Linked DNA regions of Mus musculus: region 1 is linked to region 2. The links are chromatin contacts, called in public Hi-C maps. All regions are on one chromosome and are shown on one strand. The core of a region is the stretch at or near the end of the contact, and the rest is flanking DNA. Distances in the headings are between cores, read along the strand shown.

What was found. Hi-C and Micro-C count contacts between places; a contact is called where the count stands out from the background.
Region 1: a contact with region 2 is called in a Hi-C map of liver, with 2.3 times the contacts expected there. A contact is called at or near these places in 3 of 39 promoter capture datasets (the C10 cell line, the HPC-7 cell line and HPC-7-derived erythroid cells), 9 of 484 Hi-C or Micro-C datasets (the G1E-ER4 cell line, Th1 cells, bone marrow-derived macrophages and 5 more), 2 of 130 datasets of targeted methods (pro-B cells and stem cell-derived neural progenitor cells) and 3 of 9 other capture datasets (adipose tissue, liver and pancreatic islet).

What each region holds. Positions count from the first base shown.
Region 1 is chr19:29,499,235-29,503,423 of GRCm38.p6, reverse strand. No RefSeq gene overlaps it. Among named protein-coding and RNA genes, the nearest start is that of A930007I19Rik, 21 kb to the left of the region's middle.
Region 2 is chr19:29,283,816-29,287,592 of GRCm38.p6, reverse strand. Jak2 (Janus kinase 2) reads right to left here. Exons shown (of 25, transcript NM_008413.4): 9 at 2,599-2,756; 10 at 1,181-1,292. Among named protein-coding and RNA genes, the nearest start is that of Jak2, 34 kb to the right of the region's middle.

The sequences.
Region 1 (4,189 bases), core at 839-3,338, 220 kb before region 2:
CACAGCAGTTGGGAGGCAGAGGCAGGTGGATCTCTATGAGTTTGAAGCCCACCTGGTCTACAGAGGAAGTTCCAGGATAGCCAAGGCTACACAGAGAAACCCTGTTTTTTGAAAAACAAAACAAAACAAAGGAAACAAAACAAAAGTCATTTCTTGTGCCTGCGGTGCCACTGCCCATGTTTTCTTTGAACAGTTTCGGCATTCCAGGCTCCACAATAAGATCTTCAATCCATTTAGAGTTGCAGCCTGCCTTTGGTGCAGGTTTATAAATACGGCTCGAATTTCATTCTTCTACGTGTGGACATCCAGTTCTTCCCACACTTTTTGTTGAATGAGCTGTTTTTTTTCTCCAGTGTGCATTTTTGGCATCTTGGCCGAATATGAGATGGCTGTTATTATGTGCGTTTGTATTGTATTTGGGTCTTTTTCCCCCCCATTAGTCTACATGTCTGTTTTTGTGCCAGTACCATATTGTTTTTATTTCTATATCTCTGTAATATATAGCTCGATATATTAATAAAATATCTTTTGGCTATTTTCCTTTTTCCATGAACTGCTTGTTCAGTTCATCAGCCCATTTACTAATTTGCAATTAGTCTTATGAGGTGTTTAATTTTTGCTGTTTTTGTGTATTCTAGATTTACATTTATAGCTGGCAAAGATTTCCCCCCATTTTTCAAGCTGTTTCCTTATGTTGGTCACACTTCCTATTTTGAAGAGTTTAATTTATATCTCACATAAATATTATACTTTTAACTGCTAAAAATTGGTAGGTTAAAATGAATAGTTTAAACTTGGCATAATATATTCTAGATAATATATTATAAGCATTAATATTATATGATATTATATGGTAATTATTACCATTATGATAATGGTTCTGTAATCCCAGAACTCAAGATATCTGAGGCAAGAATGACTTTCAGGCTAGCTTGGGCTACATAGTGAGCCCCTATGTAAAAACAAAAAAAAAATTTTTTTTTTCTATTATAAAAAAAGAATTATAGAAGTCATTGTTAAAGTTATCAGAGACTCTAACGTTGGGAATGAGAATGGAGCAAGTCTTAGAGGAGATAACTCTGAGTCAGGCCCTGGAATATGGGTAGACCTGTGATGGCAGAAGAGGAGGCAGGGTGCAAAGTGTGCAATCAGGAGCAGGAACACGGAGCTCGAACATCCTTTACACGGGCCTAGTTGCACCTCCTAGTCGCAGGTGCGTACCTCACCTCAGGGCCCTCAGTAGCACAAGCAAGGGCTCCTGGTCGCTGTGCCCATTAATGCTTTAAACAGCCCCTCCACAAATCAGTGAGAACGACATCTCTGGCAGAAGCTTGTCCGCGTGAGTGTTTTGCAGCCAGGATTGAGATGCTCTGTATTAAGAACACGTAAGTGGGGAGGGACAAACTCAGAAGCCGCTCACAGAATCTTTAGTGGGGTAGGGGTGGGGGGTGTCACAGGCGGTATTTACCTTAGAAGCAGTTTGAAAGATATTCTCCCAGAAAAATCATAATAATGAATCAATCTAAAAATGAATGTAGATAATTTCCCACTATTGTTCTAAAAGAAAAAAAAACTCCAAATATTTTAAGTTTCAAAATATATCCCCCTTTTATGGAAGATCATTCCCAATTGAGTCTGATTGACAGTGAAAACCGCTTACCTGCCAGGAGGCTTGGAGGCAGTAGGGCTAGCATGTGAAGCTCCTCCTGGACGCTAGGTGGCGCCGTGGACTGAGACTTGGTGAAACGAGCTTCAGAGACAAGTTAGACTGGGAGAAAGGTCTTGGAAACTTATTTCTCCAACCCTTCATTTGGAGGGTTTTAAATTTTATTATTATATTAGTTATTATTAATTGTTAATATTTAATGATTATCATTATTGTTATTACTATTACTGTGTGTGGACGAAAGTTGTCTCCTTTTCATATGTTTCATATTTGTGTGGTTAAACTCAGAGAAACTCCTCAGAGCTACAGAGAAAGCAATGGCGACTGTTCCCTGTATGCCCTCCAGAACAGTGCTGCAGCTGCAGGGTCAGCTCCAGGGGCTTAGCGGAAAGGAGGCTGAGACAACCCTTTCTGTTCGGCGACATCAGCAATTTGCCCACTAGGAGGCACTAATAAGCGATTCACAGTCAGGAGAGGGTTGAGTGGGACCCTCTAGCCCACTATCTTCTCAGCTGGAGGAGTGAGGCCACAGTGGCTGGGTTTCTTGTTCTTTCTCACCAACAAAAGCTTTCTTTGAGTGCCGGTTCGCTAATTCCCTCCCCTGCCTCCCTTGTTCCTCAGGACCTCGGACCGCAGCGCTTCTCCTCCGAAGCTTGCTCGCTATGTCCCTGTCTTTTGCTCTTAGCCCTGTCCACACCCTTGGAAAGAATCCTGTGGTTATGCCTCTTGAATATGGCATGGATCTCCTGCCGGGATGCTCCGGGGTTCTGTCTCCTTTCTCACTTCCCTGTTCCACATCCACCCAGTTCTTCTCTCTAAGTAACCGACTCTTTTGGGTTCCCATACTTATAAACATGCAACCGTATAGATAAAGACATGCTCCTTTCAACGATTTACTCAAACTATGGCATACTTGAGTCCTGCACCATGATTTTATTTCCACATAAAATACCCTAAAGATCTCTCTACAGCAGTTCACAGAGATCTTCCTTATGCCAATTTATGGCTGAATTGTATTCGACTTAAGAAGAATACAATTACCTTTTAACCAGCTACTTATCAGTAGAAGTGTAGATTATTTTCAGGTGGCTTCTATTATAAGTGTTGTCATAAGGAATAACATTGTATAAAGGCCATTTGTCCTCTGACCTTTATTGGTCTGAGGAAATATATCAGATTGAGTAAATTGCCTCAGGTTTCTTCTTGGCAAAGCCCATGTCACAATCATTAGAAGTAGGAGGCTGACACCCGTGACCTATATTCTACAGGATATTACCCCACAACATATACTGTCTATTTCCACCATTCCTCCCTCCCCCATTCTTCTTCTCCTCCAGCTTTCTTTTCCTCTTTTAAAAAAAAAAAAGGTTCTGGCTCTGTTGTCCAGTTTAGTCTTGAACCTATGAACCCAGGTGATCTTTCTGCCTCAGCCTTTTCTCCAAATTGCTTTAGTAATATTGATTAGATTGATTTATCGCAGCGACAGAAAAAGCAAGCAAGGACAGAGAGTGGAAGACTGGGGTTTTGGAGGGGAAGAGGAGAAAGGTGGCCTGTCCCTGAGAAGAGAAAGAGCAGGCAAGCATTCTGTGCAGAGCAAGTCAGGGTAGGGGCAGCGGATTTGAAATGGATTCTGTAAGAGTCGGAGAACTGGTCTCACTTGTCACAGTTCCATACACAGGTTGAGACCTCCAGGAGGAGAACAGAGCCTGTGGGGGCCTGGCCCTGAGTGCTGTGGACCCAAACACAGCAGCAAGATTCCTTATGTAGGCCTGCGAACAAAAGAAGGACTCTCCTGAGAGTGTCTCAGAATTCTGCCAAGATAAAAGGGTCCCATCAGACATCGAAGGACAAGCAGATAGCAGCACAGCAGCGAAGAGGCCAAAGACCAGACATGCCTCCGTTTTTAAGCTACTGTGTGAGCCTGATGCCCTAGAATTATGGAGTGGGTGAGTAATTAAACTTTAAGTAAATGAAAATGTTCACTCTGAGCCATGTGTCTTATCCTAGGAGCCATTTCTACCACACAAACTTCTTTGTTTGTTTGTTTTGTTTTCTTTCCCTTCTCTTCCTTTTCTTCCTCTTCCTCTTCTTCTCATCCTCATCCTTCTTCTCTCTTTCTCTATCTCCCTCTTTGTTCTTCCAAGAAAATGAGCTAAAACTATTTTTTTTCAAGTCACAGATTAGTTGCGCATCATGAGCATGGTATTTCAAAGTGGTTTTCTTGCTTTGTGGGGGGTGGGTTTAGATTTCTGCCACAGCTATACTATCCCAAGGTTCGGTGTTTTCTCATCCACAGGACAGGATTATCAATAGAATGACTTGAAGCCTTCTTTTTTCGTTTTTATAATATTGCTCACACTTTCAGCAAAAGGAAAGGAAACTGATAGTTTATCTGCATCCGCACGCATGTTCTTTCTTAAGATTTATGGTCAGTTGTTTCCTTAAATGCCTACCCATGAAGCATGTGAGTTTCAGCAAGGCTGAGGCCAGATCTTCCTGCATCAGGAGCACATGACATGTCTT
Region 2 (3,777 bases), core at 808-3,307:
AGCTCACTGCAGTGATAACATACTTTACTGGTGAGGCCCTCCCTAACAGGACTGACTCTGCTCCACAAGCAAAGACTATGCATTGCATTCTATACTATTCTATCTTTGTAATTATCTCTACTATGACGTTGTTTAGTTCTATCTTAAAAACATTTGTCTTAATGTAATAAACAATGAACTACTTCATTTATCTTAATAATTTGACCTGCTTTATTACTGTATTCCTCCAGCCTGGAGCAATTTATAAAATTACTTTTAATGCCTCAAGGCAATTGCATGGCTTCTATATTTTAAAACATCTTTCTGAATAAATACTATATTTTCCAATATTGTCTATTTCTGCCTATACTAATCACAAAGCTTAACTGAGTATGTTAAGTATACTTTAAAATTTTTGTTTTCCAACAGATTTTTGAAACATAGGTTTCTATCATACATTCTCTAATTTCTCATCACACCTATTAGGCCCAGTGATTGACAAACATTTGAGCATGGTGAGTAAGTTATGTAATGGTGAAGGGACGAGGTACATACACCTGCTGCCCTTATACTCAGTTCCTTCACTACATGTGCTGAGTGCTACGTAGGTGCTTTTAGGAAATAATTGAATAACATCTTTACCTTCTATATTTTTATAAAATAAATCTAGATGTTGCTACAAATCCTCTCAAGATTTAGAGCATGTAGCTGCATATATTTTAAAGATAAATATGGATAAACAATCTTCGATGAGATCCAAATTCACGTGCATTTAACAGTGAGTGTCCAGTGCACTCTTATATGCAATCATGTCCCTGGTGCTCTGAATGTCGCAGTTAGTAACCTATTCTAGAATCAGGAAATGTTCTTGTCACTTATTTTCCTCTAAACGATTTGGTAAATATTTTTGGTTGTTGTAAGTAGACTTGAGTATACTTAACGAAATAACCACTTGACACATGGCTAATACTCAAACATCAAAAAATAAAATAAACGTCAAAAACAAAGGCATTATAGTTATTTATGTATTTACATTAACTTTATGAATTATTTATTTTATGACATTTTAAGATATGCCAAGTATGACTATGCCAATTACCATCTCAAGAACTATAATTCTTAATATTAAAAATAAAATACTTCTTGACGGAGAAAGACAGATTACACAACATGTTGCTATTAATAAATGTGACCTACTAACCTCAACAGCAAAGGTCAGAAAGTATTTGTTGAAGTCCTTAGGGCTGCATCGTAGCACATATAGTCCAGTCTGGTTACCCGCCTTCTTTAGTTTGCTAATGGCAAAATCCATTCTACAAGTCAAGGAGAAATCATATGAATGGCAGCTTGCACATGTGACTGACAGCCACAGCAACCAAATAAAAATCACGCCTCAGAACACTCCCTACTATATATAGCTACAAAATTTGTTTTCAAGAGAAATAAGTGTATCGAGTTATTTTGTAGTGAGTTCAAACCAATTCAAGGAATAATTATATTATTTTAAGACACTACGAAACAATAAAGCCACGAGGAAAATTCATTCATTTTGATGTTCTGCTTTTTACAAATTGAATAATTTAAAAAATATACTCCCATAAAATCTCTCATGTCTCTTCTATCCCAGAAATACTAATACAAAATCATCTTTCTATATTTACAACAGTATCAAATCTAACCGAAGATCTGCAGTGACTGGAAAATACCAGTCCAAAAATGTCCTATGTGCCAAAAGAATTAGTATGTGCATAAATTTCAAAGACGCAGCACTGGAGAGCAGGATGTAATTTACACAACAATAGGAGGCCTGCAAAGGTGCTGGGTGGTCATAAGGTCCCTGCCCTGCTGAGAACAGCCAAGAGCCACCTGGAAACAGGGAGTCTCAACTGAAAGACTGCTCAGATTAGACTGGCCTGTGGCCGCGTCTGGGGGATTATCTTGACTGTTAAGGGATGTGGGAGGGTGCTGCCTACGATGCTTTCCTTAGGCAGGCTGCCCATAAACAAGGAGAGTGAGAAAGGAAGCAGGGTTTGCGTGGTTTCTGCCTCGGTTCTTGTTTGAGCTCCTGCTCTGGCACCCTCTATGATGGACTGTGACCTGGACTGTGAGCCAATTAAAAGGCCGTTTCTCTTCATGTTGCTTCTGCTCAGCAACAGAAAGCAAACTAGAACAGTAATTCGTAGCCTTGGGTATTGAAAGGTAAAGAAATGAAAATACAATTAAGTATAAATCCAGACTATATTTAATTAGAATGTCCAAACAGTGAACCTTTTCGGCACTGTGTAAAGTTCCCCTGCACAGTACTGACCTAGAAACATGGGTATTAAGCACACTTTGTAGAACATTTCCCTCTGAAAAATGTACTCTGGTGACCAGGACAGCGTGTCAATGTCTTCCTTACAACTGTCTTGTTGCTTTGAGGAAAGGTCTCTCACTGAGCCAGCAGCACTCAGCTGTCTGTCTGGCCTGAAGCTCTCGGGATGTGCCTGACTGTCTCATCTGTTAGATCGGCTATGTTCAGTCTTGTACTGGAGTGCCTGGAATTCGGACTTCCACAGTCCTTATGCTAACCTACCAGCCAGCTCCTAGAACTGTCCTGTGAAATGTGGCATTACTCACGATATTGGGCCGTGGCAGTTGCTGTGTATGTTCTCGAGCACAGCTGGGGGAGCCACCTCTTTGCAGAGGTAATGGTGCGCATCCGCAGTTAGTCTGTAATACCCGTCAATTAATGACACGAATGACAAGGCTTCTTTTAATGAGCTAAGTTCTATCTCCTAATCAGAAAAGAAAAAGAAAACCATGGAATTAAAAAACCAATTAAATTCTAATGTTGGAAATTCTCTATACTCTATTCTGGTTAATTTCCTCTAAATTGTTCAAATATTTTGTATAACTTCCAGTTAGTTCCCTAGCATGATTTAACAAATCCTTCTATCTGATATGTAAGACCCTCCCAAACACAGGCTTAGCTCACCTTCCCAGTTAGTCACTAACCATTCATAACTATACACTTCAATGACCCTGAGAGAGTTAGTCAGAATCTAATACATACATAAAAGTTGAGATTAATTATAAATACAAACATTTATTTTTATATACTGCTCAGACTAAACTACATGTGTTAGGATATGGAAGTATGCTGAGATTTTTTTTTATTAAAATATATACATATGAACATATAATCAAAAATGTGTCACTTTATCTAATAGAAAAGCACACATACTTAAAAAGTACTTATTTTCCATTTATCAAAATAATCAATGTAATTGAATGCTTTTTAAAAAAGCCCTATTTATAGCAGCAAGAAAAATGCCCTATGTTGAATTAAACTTAACCAAAAAATTGAAAATGATTGTTAAAAGTTTCAAAATACTCTTGTACAATGTAACACATTATCTGCATACACAGAAAATGAATTATGTTCTTGGATAAGGAAATTCAAGATTATAAAAATATAAAAATATCTCCTAAAGTGGGCACAATGGCATATGCCTTTAAGCCCAGCACTTGGGAGGGAGATCTCTGTGAATTCAAGGCCAGTCTGGTTTACAGGACAACCAAAGCCACATAGTGAGACCCTGTCTCGTGAAAAACAAAAACAAAACAAGCACAGAAATTCCAAATTAATTTCTAAATTGCACAGTCTCCAAGAGAAGGCCAACAGATACTCCAGTTGATACACATGGGAAAACCAGACAAACATGGGACTCTGAACACCAGCGGAGTGGACATCAGAGAAGTGATGACTCACGCATCAGAGAAGGATGCATCCTCCTGCCTTTCCTCTAGTTCCCA